Linked DNA regions of Ovis aries: region 1 is linked to region 2. Evidence: chromatin contacts called from public Hi-C data. All regions are on one chromosome and are shown on one strand. Each heading gives the region's core, a stretch centred on a gene start, on an enhancer-like site or on the middle of the called end of the contact. The rest is flanking DNA. Distances are from core to core; before and after follow the strand shown.

Region 1 (2,812 bases), core at 305-2,804, 63 kb before region 2:
GCTAAAAATTTCTTTTGTAAAATATCTTTTTATAAACCACCTAAATGTACCACTCCTGAGACTCAGGTTTTTATATATAAACTTACTTAAAAAGGGATCCACGTATAAATACGATCTACCATACTGCCAGCCACGTACACTGCATCCTTCAAAGCTATACAACAGTGCCAAGAAGCCAAGGGTGCTCAGACACTCAGAAACTGAACTGGAAAATTGAAAGCAAGGGAAGAAGAGAAGGAAGGTACGGACAGAAACAGATGCGTCTGATAGCAGCTCGCAGGGAGCAGAGTCCAGCCCAGAAAAAGTCGGAGGACTCTGTCATGACAGCGAGGAACTAAGGCAGTGATAAGCACCAAGGGGAAGTAAGAAGGCAGAGGGAGACACAGGACAGGAGAGCTTGCTTCTGGAGCAGGCATGTTCATTTAGCCAGTTTGTGCAGTGCGAGTGCATTTAAGCCTGAAAACAGCACTCAGTAATTTAAGCTATTATGTGAAGACCAATAAGCCAAAATAATATCCAAAGATATACAAATCTGGGTTACCAATAAGAGCTATGTTGTACCTCTGCATGTGATCCACACTTTTCCTGCTGTCCACACAATCTGTCCTGGGAAAGCTGCTGGAGACAACAAAAGAGGAAAAGTAAAGCTGAGCCCTGCATTCAAGGCGTCTGAAACACACGCTCAGTTGTGAGGACTAGACAATTACAACCATAATAGTGATGCAAGGCGTATATCCAGAACTAGGACGCAACCAGCACTAATGTCAGAGAAGGTTTATACAGAGACACAGCTTGCTTAGGCAAGATGGATGTTCAATGTCAAACAGAGGAATTTCTGTGAACTTTTGTGTCCCCTACCGTCAGCCACCCTCTGATTTTTCTACCTACCACCTCTCCCTCTTTGCTGCTACCAATTACCACTTCACATGGAGGCCACATCATCTGCGGTAAGAGCTCAAAGTCTAGCGTATAATGTCTTTCCATATGTGTTAAAACGTTCCTTTCAAAAAAAAAATTTTTTTAACCAGTTCTGGATGTTTAATACAGACAGTACGTGTCCTTTGATTGTGTATGATGTTTTCAAGGCTCATCCATGTTGTATCATGTATCAGTGCTTCATTCCTTATTGTGGCTGAATATTCCATTGAGTGGATATACCACAGTTTGCTCACTCATCTGTTGATGAAAGCTTGAGTTATTTCCATTTGGGGGGTATTATGATTAGTGCTGCTCTTCATAAAGACAGAAAGCAAATTGATGGTTACATAGGCTGGGGGGTCGAGGAATGTGGAGTGATTGCTTAATGGGTACGGTTTTTCTTCTGAAAATGCTTTGGAACTAGATGGATGTGCTGGTTACCCAGCATTGTGAATGTGCTGAATGACCTGTACAGTTTTATTACTGATTTATTTTTGGCTGCAGGGGGTCTTAACTGTTGCACTGGCTTTTCTCTAGTTTCAGTGTGCAGCTTCTCATTGCAATGGCTTCTCTTGATTTGGGCAGAGCAAGGCTCCAAGATGTGCAGGCTTCAGAAGTTGCCACAAGAGGGCTTAGTTGCTCTGCGGCCATGTGTAACCTCCCTGAACCAGGACATGGAATCTAACCCGTGTCCCCTGTATTGGCAGGAGGATTCTTAACCACTGCCCCACCAGGAAGTCCTGTACATTTTTTAAAGGTTAATTTTATGTTACGTGAATTTCCCCTCGATTAATTTTTTTTAAGTGCAAGTCAAAGCCTCCATTGCCACCTGCCTAAATCAGGGTCCTATGTGTGGGCTAAATTACAAATAGGAAATGTTAGATAGTTTAAAATAGATTGTCTGTAACATGTAGGTTGTCTTTCAAAGCCAAGATCAGACACTAGCTGCTTTTTGAAGCTTAGTGTGTGTGTGTGTGTGTGTGTGTGTGTGTGTTAGTCACTTAGAAGTGTCCAATTCTTTGTGACCTCATGGACTATAGCCCACCAGGCTCCTCTGTCCATAGAACTTTCCAGGCAAAAATATTGGAGTGGATTTCCAAGCCCTTCTCCAGGGGATCTTCCTGACCCAGGGATCGGACCCAGGGATCAAACCAGGTCTCCACTGCAGGCAGATTCTTTACCATCTGAGCTACCAGGGAAACTCACTGGAACTTGTTGGGGAAATACAATTAAAAATAAAATATTCTCCTCATTCAGAAAGCCTCTCCACAAAGGTAGTAGAGAAAGAAGACATTTTTGCTTTGAATAAGCATTAAACCAGAATGTGATGGACATTTCATTCAATCCACTAAGAAAATCACAGACAGAAGGATCTCTTACCCTTTTATAGCCAAGCAGTTAAAATCCATTACATCTTTCTTTTCAAGATAAACCCGTCCTCAAATAAGAGGACCTGACGTCATCATTTGTCACGCATGGTTCACCTAGTAATTCGGGTGACTTCACCTAGTGATTGGGGTTACTATCTGTGTTCACTAATAGGCTTCATATAGAGGGCAAGTACATATCTTGTAATAGGAGTTAGTTTTGGAGAGAGGCTCCTTCCTTCCCTCAGGAACTAGAAGACCGGGGTGCTGCTTTCCTTGGATGTTTACATTCCAAAGTATGGTTCCTTTGAGGAACATGAGGAAAACATCCCTGAGTCATATAGCTGGCCAATGGTTTATTGACCTTTTTAAAATATGCACTTATGTTTTGAAGAGACAGAGAAAGAATCTACAAGATTTCTAAAGCAATTGTTTCAAGAAAAGAGAGATGGGGGAGGTATCTCTTTCCTTATTTTCAAGAAGGAGAATTAAGTCTCTCATTTTTCATTTGTGTTTATTTTCTCTGA
Region 2 (2,700 bases), core at 190-2,689:
GAGCCTCTTACTCAGAAATACACGAACAAACTGCCTTTCCTCCAGAAAAGATGGTAGATAGAGGTGGAGGAGCCAGTGACAGATCTCCACCCATTCATTCAACGCTTACTGACGGTTTGAGAGTTCTGTGATGGAGCACACTCAGAGATGAGGGGTCCTGGGCCCTTGGAGAAAGAGGAGAGAAATGCACTGACTGTCTCTACCAAAGGCCACATGCATGGTCCCATGAGTCAGGGGAGGGAAACAAACTTTCCTGTGTGCAGACACTAAGGAAGGCTTCAGAAGTGTGGTATCTGAGCTGGTTCTGAAAGGTCAGTGGGAGATAGAGAGAGGGCACTATGGGAGGCAAGGAAGGACCTGTGGAAAGTTTGGCACAGAGACAGAAAGGGGCAGCAACTAAAACTGAGTTCCCCTAAAACTGAGTTCTTCTGCCAAGCTTATGGTTAACCTCCTTATCCAAAATTTCATCCCCTTTCTTTTCCTACACCTGTTACCCTTCCAGATTGAGGAGTATCACAAAAAGGGGGGGATTATAACCAAGCAGGACCCAATGGGGCCTTCCTGGGAAGACCCCCCACAACATGTCCTCTACCTGCCTCTCAGTTGTAGAAAAACTTCAGCCTCCTAGACTTTCCCAAAAAAACAAATTTAATTAGAGAAGTGAGAAAATGCAAAAATCAAGGAAAACAGTCAAGGAAGACAAAATAACTGTAGCTTAGCAATTAAACGAAGTCAAGGACACTTAGTCCCTCCTCAAGGGCTATAGGTCATGTTCTGAGCCATGTCCTTGAGCTATTTCACAGATAACTGAAACCCCCACCAGATGGAAGATGCTAACTACATGCTGACCACAAGCACGTAACCCCAGACTGGTTGGAACCAGAAGGTTGATGATGTTAATCCTTGATTATCTCACCACCAACCAATCAGAAGAATGTCCACAAGTTGATCATATACCACGCAACCCTCTCCCTCACCCTTTCTTTAAAAATCTTTCCTTGAAAGCCATCGTGGGGTTTGGGGGTTTTGAGCTTTAGCCACCTGTACTCCTTTCTTGGTGCCCTGCAATAAACGCTGCACTTTCCTTCACCACAACCTGGGGTCAGGAGATTGACTTCAGATTCAAGTTGGGTTTGATCACACAATAAGCCAGTTGCTCAAGTGGAGGGGGGATACTCTGGAGGGTTCTGATTCCAAACCCAGGCTGAATCTCAGCCTCCACTTGGTCCTCCTGGCTGGGAGGTAGAGGAATGAGTTGTTATGGGAGACTATTAAAGCAACAAGACAGGTTAAAACATGCCTACTGGACTCTGGTAAGACCACCCCTTTCTCAGTAGGAGATAATGCAATCAAAATTTCTCAGAGGCCCTGGGCTTTGAGGTAGGGAATCCCCAGCACCCAGGAGAGTCCCGTGGCTGGAAAGGTCAGCAGATGGTGGTGACTCAGCACTAGGAAGACCAATGTTTCTGTCCTGTTTGGCCGAAGAGCTCTGGCCAAAGGACTGTTGGCTCAGATCCCTAGTCCCAGAGACCTTTCTCCACCAGATACGGATTAGCTTCAATCCAGATTCCCTGAAGAAACTCAGAAACCCAAAGCACCTCTCTAGAATGGCTCTGAAGAACTACTATCAAGATAGCCAGTCCCCAGCCCTTGCCTCCTGCCTAAGGAGCACCTACTCTCTGCAAATGAGAGTGAAATCAGGCGGCTCAGAATCCTGCCTCCCACCTGGGGGAGCTCTGAGAACCAAATGAGGCAATCCATGGATGCCGGTGAGCTATAGAAAGTACAAGGCTCTGTTCAACGCCTAGGGGGTTTTCGGTTGTTATCTGTAAGGCGAGAGATGCTATACTAAATTCTCCCCCTCCTGTTTTCACTTCCTCTTCTTTCACTTTACCCTGGGAAGGGGAAAATCCTGTATAGATTAACAGCTGATGTGTAAAAGTACCCAAACAACATTCTTCAAGTGGCATTTTAAGAGCGTCCTCTGGTCACAGACACGTGACTGGGTTCTGACGTTTCAGACTCGAGACCTGAAGAACTGCTAGATCAGAACCAACTTGGGGGTGGAGGTGCCCATAGGTCCAGTGTGCCACTCTATTGCTCTCTCAGAGGGTCTCCCGCCTGTGTCTGGACACCTCTAAATGAACAGTAGGTGCTGTCGGCATATCCAGGCGGCCCCACTGACATTAGCTCTGCGTTATGCTAGACAGTGTGGACAGGCTCACCATCCTCTGGTCCTGGGTGGGGCCTGGTAGGAAGTCATGGGTACAGAGAGCCCAAGAATGCCCTAACCCTGCCAGCCTTTTCTCCCTTACACAAGTCCCCAAGTAAGCCAGACCAACCAAGGACAGCTCAATGGGATTTGCTGTCCCCAAGCCATGCCAGCACCAATAATGTCACCAAGATCTGGGGACAGTTCCTACATCTACTAGGGTTAATGATAACACATATCATAACCTATATGGGGAAGAATCTGAAAAAGAGTAGATACAGGTATATGTATAACTGAATCACTTTACTGTACATCTGAAACTAGCACACTATTGTCAACAACTCTACTCCAATATAAAGGAAAAATTTAAATAAATAAATAGAAATTACTACTAATAATAACTACATCTGTGCCATACATTTACTATGGAGTCAGGCCCTCGGGTGAGCCTGGCTGGGAGTGAACGATGAAGGAGTTAGTAAGAAGAA

The links. A called contact is a pair of places that touch in the nucleus more often than the background predicts.
Region 1: a Hi-C map of liver shows a contact between it and region 2, with 3 times the contacts expected there. The contact joins two enhancer-like sites. A contact is called at or near these places in 7 of 16 Hi-C or Micro-C datasets (blood, hypothalamus, liver and 3 more).

What each region holds. Positions count from the first base shown.
Region 1 is chr11:40,631,238-40,634,049 of ARS-UI_Ramb_v3.0, reverse strand. No RefSeq gene overlaps it. Among named protein-coding and RNA genes, the nearest start is that of KRT222, 7.0 kb to the right of the region's middle. Within about 2 kb of position 1,554, at least 1 of the 54 cell types and tissues checked has an H3K27ac peak or open chromatin away from gene starts, as enhancers often do. A contact at or near this core is called in liver, where this site is marked.
Region 2 is chr11:40,568,505-40,571,204 of ARS-UI_Ramb_v3.0, reverse strand. No RefSeq gene overlaps it. Among named protein-coding and RNA genes, the nearest start is that of CCR7, 32 kb to the right of the region's middle. Within about 2 kb of position 1,439, at least 4 of the 54 cell types and tissues checked have an H3K27ac peak or open chromatin away from gene starts, as enhancers often do. A contact at or near this core is called in liver, where this site is marked.